2 separate regions of the Mus musculus genome follow, and region 1 is linked to region 2. Evidence: chromatin contacts called from public ChIA-PET data. All regions are on one chromosome and are shown on one strand. Each heading gives the region's core, a stretch centred on a gene start, on an enhancer-like site or on the middle of the called end of the contact. The rest is flanking DNA. Distances are from core to core; before and after follow the strand shown.

Region 1 (6,111 bases), core at 2,356-4,855, 370 kb before region 2:
GGGCGAGGATGCAGAGAAAGAGGAACACTCCTCCACTGCTGGCGGGATTGCAAGCTGGTACAACCACTCTGGAATTCAGTTTGGAAATCCTCAGAAAATTGGATATAGTACTACCTGAGGACCCAGCTATACCACTCCTGGGCATATACCCAGAAGATGTTCCAACATGTCATAAGGACACATGTTCCACTATGTTCATAGCAGTCTTATTTATAACAGCCAGAAGCTGGAAAGAACCCAGATACAGGAATGGATACAGAAAATGTGGTACATTTACACAATGGAGTACTACTCAGCTATTAAAAACAATGAATTCATGAAATTCTTAGACAAATGCATAGAACCAGAAAATATCATCCTGAGTAAGGTAACCCAATCGCAAAAGAACACACATGATATGCACTCACTGATAAGTGGATATTAGTTCAAAAGCTCCAAATACCCAAGATACAATTCACAGACCATATGAAGCTCAAGAAGAAGGAAGCCTAAAAGTATGGGTGCTTTGGTCCTTCTTAGAAGGAAAACAAAATACTCACAGAATCAAATATGGAGATAAAGTGTAAAGCAGATACTAAAGGAAAGGCCATCCAGATACTGTCCCACCTAGGGATTCATCCCATATACAGTTACTAAACCCAGACACTATTGTGGATGCCAAGAAGTGCATGCTGACAGGAGCCTGATATAGCTGTCTCATGAGAGGCTCTGCCAGAGCCTTACAAATACAGAGACAGATGCTCTCAGCCAACCATTGGACTGATCTCCGGGTCTCCAATAGAGGAGTTAGAGAAGGACTGAAGTAGTTTAAGGGGTTTGCAACCCTATAGGAAGAACAACAATATCAACCAACCAGACCCCCCAGAGCTCCCAGGGACTAAGCCATCAACCAAGGAGTACATATGGCTCCAGCTGCATATGTAGCAGAGGATGGCCTTGTCAGGCATCAATGAGAGGAGGGGTCCTTGGTCCTATGAAGGCTTGATAGATGCCCCAGTGTAGGGGAATCAAGGGCAGGGAGGTGGGAGTGGGTGGGTGGGTGGAGTAACACCCTTATAGAAGCAGGGGGCGTGAGGACAGGGAGGATAATATTTGAAATATTGTAAATAAAGAAACTATCCACAAAAAAAGTAGACATTTCAAAACACTTGTACAACTACATTTCATGAATTATATTTCACAATTATTGAGTGTAATTATTCGTGGGGTGGCCTAGCGTTTTGAAATGACCTTAGACAGGTGCACTAGACACTCACATAGATCTCTGTTTGCTGAGGTCTGAAGTTCCACTGGAGACTGGCATGAACGTCAGCATTGAAGGTGACCTTAATGACCCGGTCCTTGACAGGCACCATGTTCTCGATCTGGTCTGAGGAGTGCCCGGCCACTGCTGATCCTCCAAGTCCAGTAGTCTACAACAGACACTGCATATGGTAAACAGCAGGGTTTAGATCTTCACGGACTTACTGCAGAAAAGTAACATTTGGAAAGCGATTGAATGTTCTACTTGGAGCCAAACTGTATGCTACCTCTGGCCATTCTTGTAACTGCATCAACGGTTTGCCTATATTTGTTAAAGTGATTCCTACTTTTGAAAAGCAAAATTTGAAGACAAACTATTAATCTCTGAGAGGATACCAAATATTTTCAAGTGTAACTTTCATTAAACACAGTCCCCTTCGCTGGCTAGTATATTTTACATAAACTATTATTCACTTAAAAAGTTGAACCAAACCTGGTCATTTTAACTTAAACAAGGAATCCATGTTCCTGTGTATACTTTTCTGTACCATGGGTTTTATAGTTCAAATTAAGTTCATAACTTTATTCTTATATTCTGCTTTCCTAGGGCATCATGACTGTTTTCCCACTTGGGAGATTAATGTTTTCCTGCCTCTTAGCTGTAATTCTCTGCATACACACCTATTTACCCTTCATCACAGTTAATGAGGCCCTGACTTTCTTCCTCTTGTCTGGCTACCCTGCCCGCCAACTACCCTAAAGTAGCAAAAGAGTAATTTGTGTCTGACGTTTCCCCATCACCATTATTTCCTCATTAGAGGTAGAGGTGGTGTTACTTCCAAGGTGTACACACTGCTGCCTGAGGTTATCACAATTCTCACTGCCAGATAATTCACCTTTCTTACACCAGAAAAACAAAAAGCCGAATGAGGCTAAAGGAAGATGCAAAAAAAAAAAAAAAAAAAAAAAAACCCTACCATATTAATATTTTATTATCTTTCTTTCACTTGTTACACACGTTACTTAGCTTTTTCAATTTCTCTCAATATTGTCAAATTAAACTTTAATCCTAAAAGAGAAATCATAAATTTGACCTTAGTTAACAGGTAAGGATATGATTCTGTTTCAGAGACTCAGTTTTAAGATGAACTATTTTTTTTTTCATAAAGGATTTAAATCCGCTGAAGAAAAAGCAAGTTAAGTGTTCCGTCTTTCAATAACAAAACAATTCCTTATATATTCTAGGGACATGTTATTGAAGTTTCTCAAGTTTGGTGTTTAAACTAAAAGGTAGAAAACAGAAAAATAATGTCCTGGGCTCAAGCCTATATTACTGAGTCTGTCACAGTTTTCCTGGGTTACATTTTAATTTGCTCATGAAGAGGGACCATTCTATGGCTTCCCTTATTTATTTATTTCCTTCTCTAAAACTCGTTGATTCCACAAGTAACAGGGCATTCTTTTGGAAATATCGGTGCTTAACGTGGAACTTGATTTTAGGGTTTTTTTCCTTTTTTTTTTTTTTTAAACCTCAGGCTAACCCAGCCTAGCCTGATGATGCTAAACTAGCCTAGGCTGATGATGCTAACCTAGAATGAGGAAAGCTTGAACACAGGAGTGTCAATTCCATTTCTGTGGGTCTCGGCACCACTGTATACTATTAGCATTTTAGGTTGGACAACTATCTGGGGCAGGGGAGGTGTCCTGTGAACCTCCAGGTATGCGACAGCCGCTCTAACTCACCAAGTGTCAGCGGTACCTTCTCCCCGCGCTTCACAGAATGGCTGTGCTGATAGCCCTTTGAAGGGTGGCACCAGCTCCATCATTACCGGAACCGGCTTCCACTTGCAAGGTTTTTTAGTGACCTTGGGCACGTCCTTCCCGGTCTGGATCCGAGGCGACGCCCCCCTCCCCCCTCCGGCGGGTGACCTCGGCCTCCCCGGCAGGGGGATGGCTCAGGTGGGATCCGTGCCGCGCTTCGTCCCCTCCCTTACCTGGCAGTAGAGCCGATAGAGGGGCACCGCGGCGTAGGAGGCCCCCAGCATGCCCACGGCGGCCGCGGCCACGTAGGTGAGCACCGTCTTGTTCCGCCGCCGCCACTCGTCCTCCTGCGCGCGCTGGAAAGGGTTGCTGCTCCTCGGCCGCCGTGGCGGCTGCGTCGCGGGCCCCCGGACCCCGCACGGGCGCTTCCATGTCCCGAGGCGTCTCAGACCCCGCTCCGCGCCTCCGAGCCCATCCCACCCGGGCCTAAGCACCAGCTCTGCGTTCACCACAGTCCGCCCTGACCACCCGGGCTGCCTCCAGCCCCGGCCACACGAAGCCACCAACCTCCATCCCGGACACCAGAGCCCTCCCATAACCCCCCGGAAAGAATGCCCGCCTGGCGGGGCCGCTGGCGAGATCTCGCGAGACCTCGCGAGTCTCGCGGTACCCGGCTTGAGCCTCCGCTGCTGCCTTGACTACCAGATTCCACAGTTAGCAGTGGCGCTACGGAGGCCGGGTGGCCCGAAGAGGGTAAGTTCGCGTTTTCTTGCTAAGTGACTGTGCCTCGCACTTTTGTTTCCTTGGGATGCTTCTTTAGTTTACTTTGCAGAAAATGCATTTGGGCCTTCGGCGTGCAAGCTCCTCACTGGGGCTTGTATCCCCATCTCCCCAAACTTCGCCAGCCTTTGTCTCGACCTAGCGGCCCCCAGCGGCAGCTCTGCCGCGGGGCTCTCACTTGGGGTTCGCTCAGCCCCGTTGCTTTCCGCCGCTGACTGAGCGCAGGCAAACCAACGTCCCTCTTTCTGGAACACTTAGTATGAGAACCGCCTTTCTCTCCAACACCCCGACCTGTGCATCTTCTCAGCCCCATGGGCAGATGTCTCCCACTGCGCTCATCACCCCTCTGCTGTTTACCCAGCAAAACCATTAGGTCAGACAGCCGCCGAAAAAACCAAGTTTGTTCAGAATAGAGGGACCAGGACAGGAGGGCCTTTAAAGGAGGGACTGAAGGAATAAAGACGTGCATCTTGCAGGCACAGACCCCTGGGAAATACGCTAAAGCTTTCTTCAGTTCTCTAAATGTTCCACAAACAAGGACCAATAAATATTAAATAGCACTGAGAGCAGATTCGGAGGTTAAGCATCAATGAATTTACACAAGTCTTGTCCTTGCATAAGTTTAATTTTAATATGACTTCTCCGTAACCTGATGGCCCTATTTCGTGAATGGAAATCACAGTAATTCAAGGAGGGTAAGAATATAATATGATTTTTGCCATTGCTTGAAGCATAGTAAGAATTTTATAAAAGTTAGGTCATTTCTTTTTCAAAATAATGGTTTGGTTTTATTAATTCTTTGAGGGTATTTTACTCTGTATTTGGGTCATATTCATCCCCTACTCCAGGCTCCTCCCAAAACTACCCCCCCCCCCACATTATTATTATCCAGAGTCCAGGCTGAAGGCGAACTAACTCATTGATGTGTTAGTCTGTGAGTGTGATCGGTGTGATCAATTGCACCATTAAAGAAAACTGACTTTCCTTCTTCCAGAAGCTGTAAGAAGCCAATAGCTCTCTCGTGCCCACCTTTCCACCTCCATAAGCTAGAGCTTATTTCTGATGGCCTCTGTGGGTCTAACTATCCCCACATTGTGGATTGGAACCGAAAACTGGAAGAGCTATCAGTCAATCAGCACGTATTCCTTGACTCTCACTGAGCCATACACCTTTTTAGTTTGCTGGGGACATTCCAAACTAAGTCAGGCACAATCACTTTTGTTATTGACTGCAGCCTCTACTGAAGGACTCAGAAAATAAATGTAAAATAAAGGAATTTCAACTAACAGTGTCTGCTATGAAACTAGCTGATGATGGCATGAAGTCATTGAGAGTGACAATGAGGAGGGTAAAAGAAGGTCTAAAGAGGTAAAAGAAGGTCTTCCTGGGGGTGACATTTGAGCCTACTCCCAAACTGTGAAAGAGCTACCCACGAGACAAAAATCTCACATCGTACACAAGTCCAGAGACAGAAATAAGTTGGATAGGATTGAATATCAACAAAGACAAACAACAACAAAAAAAACCAGGGTCCGTGTGGAGCGTGCAGAGCGAGCAGAGTTAACAGTGAAAGGAAATGGGGTCACAGCAGGTACAGACACCTGATACTACAGAGCTATTTCAGCCATGGCTAAGGGACAAAATGGGAGTGATCGGATATGATTTGATTCACACTGCAGGAAGAACATGATGTAAGTCACACGGTGAGAATGAGCAGGGCAAGGGGAAGCAGAAGTGAGGGGCATCTGCATGTTAGTGACAGTGGAGATGATGGCCTTGAAGAAGTAACTGAATAGTGGCCACAGCGCTGAGGGCTGTAGGCATCGTCTAGGACATCACTCTAGTAGGTGGTCACTGAAGTTACAGACTTCTCTTCTCCCATCTTGGTATGACAGTGTTTGGTCACCCTTTCCCTCTACATGTACTTTCATTCTGATACCAGATTGTCAACATTTTGCTCTCATTTTACTTTTCTTACTGCATAGACTCAAATTCCATATGAGGGGGCTGGAGAGGTGGCTCAGACCTTAAGAGCGTTTGCTGTTCTTGCAGAGGACCTGGCTTCTGTTTCCTGCACTCACCTAGGGACACAGAACTGTCTCTGACTTCAGTTCCTGGCTTCTTCTAGCTTCTTCAGGCACTGCACATACATGGCACCTACACGCAGACAATATACTTGTAAATGTTTTTAAAATCCTATGCTAATGCTAATGTGCTTAAAGCTAACAATATATTTCCTTCAACTATTTTCCCTTTCCAGCTATTGTTTCTCCATATTTTTCAAAACAGCTGTATAAATGTGTCAATAATAGGGTTGCAATCATGACT
Region 2 (6,159 bases), core at 1,995-4,494:
TTGATGTCACCACCAAGGCTGGAGAAAATCCCATCGTGAGATAGAAGAAAAGTTCAACCACTTTATACCTGTAGGGACACACAAATGGTTAGACACACCCCTTGGGACTGCTTTATACCAGCTTCCCTGTTCTTTATCTTGAAAGCGAAATATAAGCTTTTAAACAACTCAAAGGGGATGCATTTCCCACGAGGAGACCACCTAGCCTCTCCCTAACACACTGAGTAACAATGTGGTAAAGTTTCTCTTAGGATGAAAAGGGCAGAAATTGACCCAGGCTGCCTAGAACATGCTTGCTGTCAAAGCTAGCTGTAATCTAGCCCAGTACAATACGTTTCCCTTGCCCATCCTCTTGGTTTGGCCCATCATCAGTTCCATCCAGAGTTAAAAGGACCTTGAAAGGGTGAGGGGAGGTGAAAACACAGCTTTCTCCAGGAGTGGGCAGCAGCCAGAGCCCAGGATGCGTTTTCTGTTTGTCTCTTCATTTTGCACGCATATTTCCTGTCCCATGCCACTAGGCTGCAGGCTATCTGAGAACTTTAGCCCTAGTGGAGGGAGAATGGTCTTGGGGTTACCAGAAAGGCCTGTCTTTCCTTGCTATGCTATCTGGAGGCTACAATCCAGAAGCCTGCCCCCAAGGAGCGCGTGTGCCTTCAGACAGATTTGCTGGATATTACATAATCTACTTAGCATTTGTTACATTCAGGGGGTAACTGGAGTCAGGTGTCTAGGATCAGCTTCAGGATCAATATGGCTATTGGTGTTCTCTTTGTTCAGATCTCGTTTAGGCAGCTATGTTGGTGAACTTCATGGGTGCAGCTTCTAACTTTCTTAGAAGACAATCTCATAGCAAAGTTCATTTTCTTCCGGCTCTCATGTGGGTAATTTTCATGCCTACAGCTGACGGTGATGACCCTGAAGGTCTCCTTTGGAGCCAGACGGTGCACTTCAATCTGCCTTTGTTTATACTCACACTGTGAGTAAGGGGAAAAGCTGTGTCCAACACTAGCTTCTTTCCTCAAACACTCTCCAGATTTCTATGTAGGTGAGTACTGTGCTGTGACACTTATCATCGGTTACCTGTCATCCCCATGGAAACTGGAAGGGAACTAGTCTCCACTTAAGACATCTGTGAAACAGACAGGGGCTAGCTTGCCTCTGGATGATGATGATAATAATAATAATAACAACAGTCCCTAGGGCTCTAAAATGTCCTTCAACCTCATTGTGACACATTTTTGCCTTCCCACCCCAGCCTGTGCAGCAATAGTGAATTCCAGATGGCATTAAAGACTTATTAAAAAGCAATACATTTTCTTTTTATGTATTTCTACTATTGTGAGACACCAGCACAGAGGAAACTGCAATGTACCACAGGGATAATTTAGGCAGTTAATTGTTAAATTATCGAACGGAAGTGATCTTTCTCTTACTTTTCATGGTAGAGAAATACATAAATGGTTCCTCCAGCTGCCATGAGCCAGATAAACCAACGCATATGAGATGCCAGGGGTCCAAGTTCACGGAGATTTAACCTATAGATGCAAATGACAAAGGCGTAAATGACAGGAATCGGGAGCCCATGTTCTCCTAGTGACAACAAACAGCAAACAACAGGGTGACAGAAAGATACGGCCTTCAACATAGCAAGGAGGCTTTTGGCAAGTTTGGGTGAAACGAATCATTCAAGGTAAAAACTGCTGGTCGAATTTTAGTATTCAGAGTTACACACGATTTAAAAATAGCACCAGCTAAAACCAGACATGTCAGTATGCTGTCAAACCTGACTTTCCCTAGCGGGGACACACTGAAGTAAAGGCTACTGGCGGTTTTATTTCTGACTACATATTTGGGATGCTGACAAAGCTTATTGAGAACCCAGAATAAAATCCTGAACCCGGATCACATACCCACAGCAGACACCTAATATACATGTCTCCTTTAGCAACCTCTCTGCCAAGACAGAACATGAGAACTCCTTCAGCATGTGCTATGGGACCTGTTCTGTCACAGTTCAACATACCACAATGTCATGTGCCCGGGTATATTAAAAACAAATTCGAAAAACAAATGTTCAGTTTGGCTAGAACTATAAAACTAATATTCCCGAAAAGGAAAATTAACTATGGACATATCTAAAACTATACAGGAACAGACTGCCTACTCTCTGTGTGATTCTTGAGTTCATGCTTAATTGTTTTTTTCCCATATTTATCCACTTTAAATTGCTTCACAAAAGCTTTTAGGCATGCTTGCTCGTATATGAATCAGACCTATAATTTAGTGAGAGGTACTGGAGAGGCCTTGGACAGTTTTTTATTCAAACAGATAATTACATTTCTTTTGAGTGACTGAGTCGGCATGAGGCAGATTCTAGAGGCCTGCTGTTTCTATTGACTAGAGCAGTAGATGGGTCAATGGGAAGTTCTGAGGTTTTAAAACTGGGCCAGGTCTAGGGGAGAAACTATAGTTTCTTTAGTTTTGGCTTTGAAGGCGTGTGATCTACCTCAGAAGGGCAGTAAGATCAAGGAAACTGCACAGGAGACTTGATATATTTAACTCGTTTGGCTAGTTAGCAGTAATGAGAAATGTGTGGACAGTAGCTACTGGGCTACGGAGTGGGCAGAAACAAAGGGTATACATTTCTAAAGGATGCTTGCCTTTCCTCATATGCATTTACAGCATCTCCATTCACCAAATTCAATCGTCACATATTCTGAAAAGCAGCAGAGATATATGGAAAGAAGATGGAGGGGGAAGGGAAGCCTGCTAGCTATACCCAAGTTCACAGCACCCCCCCCCAAATAATCTCAAGCAGACAGTCCTTCCAAATCATGAGTAATGTATCCAAGTAAACCAAACTGGGGGTGGGGGTGCAAGTGTGCCCTGTGAGAGGGGCAGAGTACACGCAGGAGGACCTCGAAGGGGAAGGGGAAGGGAAGGGAAGGAGTGAGGGTCTTTATCACAAAGATGCTTTCCCAGGGTACAGGATGCTATCTTACCATGGGGCGTAGGAAGCAGCAATGAAGAAGTAGATGACCATCCGATCGCACATGTGGAAACAATGCTCCACTGTTCTGTTGGGGGAAGGGAAGAGGGTAAGGGAACGGGTCAAAACCTTCAGACAGGAAGTCTGGGTACCACTCTGCAAGGTTACAATCACTCTGCCTGCTTCACTGCCCCTGGGCATCCACAGCTCGCCCTTCCAAGCCGCAGCTCTGCTTTTTAATGACAGGAAGCCACAGGCGAAGCTCTACAGTTTTAGGTCATACACATAACCGGACGTGAGATGGGGGAGCCCCACGGCAGTCAGGTGACATGAGTCTTTGATGTTTCCCTTTTCGTTTGGAAGATGAAATGCTGTGAGGGGAGACAGCACCTTGGTTCCTATCACAGTACATGGCTCAGTCCTCATGCCCAGCTACCAAGCCCTAAAAATCCTTTCTTTGGTTTAAACTCCTTTTTTTTTGACCATTTCATATACATGCATAACATATTCTGTCATAGTCACCCCTCCACAATCTCTTACCAGCTCCTGCTTGCCCCACCCACATCCTTGTACCACAGTGGTGCTCAACCTTCCTAATGCTAAGACCCTTTAATACAGATCTTCATGTTGTGGTGACCTCCCAACCATAAAATGATTTTCATTGCTACTTCTGCTACTGTTACGAATCGTAATGTAAATACCTGATATGCAGCCCATGGAAAAGGGTTGTGCAACCCCCTAAGGGGTCAAGACCCAGAGGCTGAGAGGCTGAGGTTCTAACAGGTCTCCATCCCATTTTGAAGACTTCTGTTTACTGAGTTCACATTCTTGTCTTTGTTGTTGCTGTTTTTGTTTTGTTTTGTTTTGGTTTTGGGTTTTTTTTTTCACACATCTTTAAGCAAGCTTTCACTTTAAACATGCCAGGGTAGACAGTAAGTGGCAAAAAGGGGAAATCCGTAGTTTAGGGCCAGCAATAGCATACATAAATATGGCGTCTTTGCTGTGAAAGGGTGGCGAATGCATCTTGAAACTGGTCCAAAGTCAAAGCTGGACTCGCAAAACGCATGCTAAGGAGGCTGTGCTTTACTGAGGTCGTTTATGAGTGCAGTCAGGTGGAGAGATGGGTCGGCAGTTAAAAGGTGCTTACTGCTCTTCCAAAGGACCTGCATTCGGTTCCCAGCACCCATGTCAGGCAGCTCACACCCATCTGTAACACCAGCTTCAGAGAATCTGATGCCCTCTTCCAGCCTACACACACACACACACACACACACATACACACACACACGGCATCCATTCACACACATGCACACACACACATACATAAATAATAGTTAAAAACATGAATAAATAAATAAAGGTGTAAATACAGAGGACTGTCAGCCACGTAGCTGAGGGTCGGCTTGAACTACTGATCCTCCTGCCTCCATGTCTCACAGTGTTGGGATTACAGGCAGGTGCCATCCACCCAGCTCCATCTGTTGTTCCCAATCTAGTTTTGGTTTCCAGGGTATGGAACGCTATCATTGTGTGGCGCTTGGGCCCTTGACATTGCCTCATGATACACATATGCTGTTGGCCAAGTGGACTGACAGGGTCATGAGAGCAAATAAATAAAAATCAGATCTGTACGGAAGAATGGTACGGTGTCCTGAGCTAATGTCTCGTCAGTAAAACACACTCGGGCAACCGGATTCTTCTACAGCAGAGCTTTATTGCTTCAACAGGAGGATGACTCCGAACCCGGAAAATGGTGCTGCTTATATACCCCTCCGTGTGGCATGTCAGCATCTGATTGGTTGTTTGCCCATCACCCCATTACTACACCCCAGGATGGGCAGTGACTTGGCACGAATTTACTCTTGCACCTGCGCACATTACTTGTTTACCAGTTAGGCACTATGGAAGCCAGCGCCATCTTGTAATGGCGATTGCTCACGGCTCTCCATACTACGGAAGCTACAGTTTAGTTATGATCACTTAGTCACGGGTCTAAAGAAGCAAACATTCGATCAAACCACGTCTAAAAATCACCTGGGAATACAGGGAGCCACAGACTCACGGGTGCAAGACTCTACTTTCCAGGAGCCAGGAAGCAGGAGGGAGAAAGCAAGGGTTTAATTTCTTGTTTTGAACCCCTGAGATAATTTTGATTCCCAGCAAGGCTTGGGGGCTTTCTAACTCTGCTTTCGAGGCACTGTTAGGGCAGACAGTCAAACCTAGAGTCTTGCTGGTAACCTGCCACCAGCTTGCCCTTGTGGCACAGGCCTGTGGTCCCAGCTTCTGAAGTTGAGATGATATTAATTACCTGGGAGATACAATAAGTTCAAGACTATCCTAAGCCAGACTTGTTCTCAAAATAAAAAGAAGAACGAGGTCTAGGGATGCAGCCCAGTGACAGGACACTTATCTGGCACACATGAAACCCTAGAGGCAATTCCCGATACCACTTTCTCATAAGGTGAAAACTCCCCACAAGTCACCTCTCCGGTCACACTGTCTCATAAGAGGGGGACCAACCTGAGAACACAGAACAATAAATGTGGTGATATTGGTTATGTTTTCAAGACACTTACCCAGTGCATAGTCAGAAATTGGGACTTCCTTTCTCTCTCCTAATTCTGGCTTGGTTAGGCATTAAAAAATAATGGTGTGATTCAGGCTGGACCTAGGCCTCCCTGCACATATGTAGCAGATGTGCAGCTTAGTCTTCATGTGGGTTCTGAACAACTGGAACGGGGGCTGTCCCAAAAGCTGTTGCCTATAGGTGGGATACGTTCTTCTAGTTGGGCTGCCTTGCTGTCAATGGGAGAGGAAGCGCCTAGCCTCGAAGAGACTTAAAGTGCAAGAGTGGGATTGGGGGATATCTGGAACGGGGGCCTACCCACTCAGAGGAGAAGGGGAGGGGAGATGGGGGAAAGACTGTGTGAAGGGTGACCAGAAGTGGGGTGTAAAGTGAATAAGTAAAAAAAGATTAAATTGAACTTAAAAAAATGGTTTGATTGAAGGTTGAGCAAGATAAAACAAAACAAAATAAAACAATCAAAACTACTCATGACTTGTGATTCTAGCAATAATTTTTCATGGTTCAAGAGAATCTCGTTTCTATTATACCTTCATCTCCAGCCTCTTCCAGGGAGGCCCTGAATACTGAAGTAGGCATCTACAAC

Evidence for each region. ChIA-PET counts read pairs in DNA pulled down with a chosen protein or histone mark.
Region 1: an RNA polymerase II ChIA-PET map of memory CD8 T cells shows a contact between it and region 2, with 15 read pairs. The contact joins the promoter of Cox11 here to the enhancer-like site in region 2. A contact is called at or near these places in 11 of 39 promoter capture datasets (the C10 cell line, the HPC-7 cell line, HPC-7-derived erythroid cells and 8 more), 4 of 484 Hi-C or Micro-C datasets (CD4 T cells, CD8 T cells, the HPC-7 cell line and 1 more), 30 of 115 datasets of contacts at active chromatin or transcription factors (the NIH/3T3 cell line, acute myeloid leukemia, astrocytes and 23 more) and 3 of 9 other capture datasets (adipose tissue, liver and pancreatic islet).

Annotation. Positions count from the first base shown.
Region 1 is chr11:90,635,678-90,641,788 of GRCm38.p6, reverse strand. It overlaps Cox11 (cytochrome c oxidase assembly protein 11, copper chaperone), which reads right to left and starts at 3,605. Exons shown (of 4, transcript NM_199008.2): 1 at 3,237-3,605; 2 at 1,257-1,412. The coding sequence starts at 3,599. Stxbp4 (syntaxin binding protein 4) reads left to right here and starts at 3,681. Exons shown (of 18, transcript NM_011505.2): 1 at 3,681-3,756.
Region 2 is chr11:90,261,421-90,267,579 of GRCm38.p6, reverse strand. Mmd (monocyte to macrophage differentiation-associated) reads right to left here. Exons shown (of 7, transcript NM_026178.2): 4 at 3,003-3,077; 5 at 1,434-1,535; 6 at 1-68. Among named protein-coding and RNA genes, the nearest start is that of Mmd, 15 kb to the right of the region's middle. Within about 2 kb of position 3,244, at least 45 of the 459 cell types and tissues checked have an H3K27ac peak or open chromatin away from gene starts, as enhancers often do. A contact at or near this core is called in CD8 T cells, the HPC-7 cell line, acute myeloid leukemia and 4 more, where this site is marked.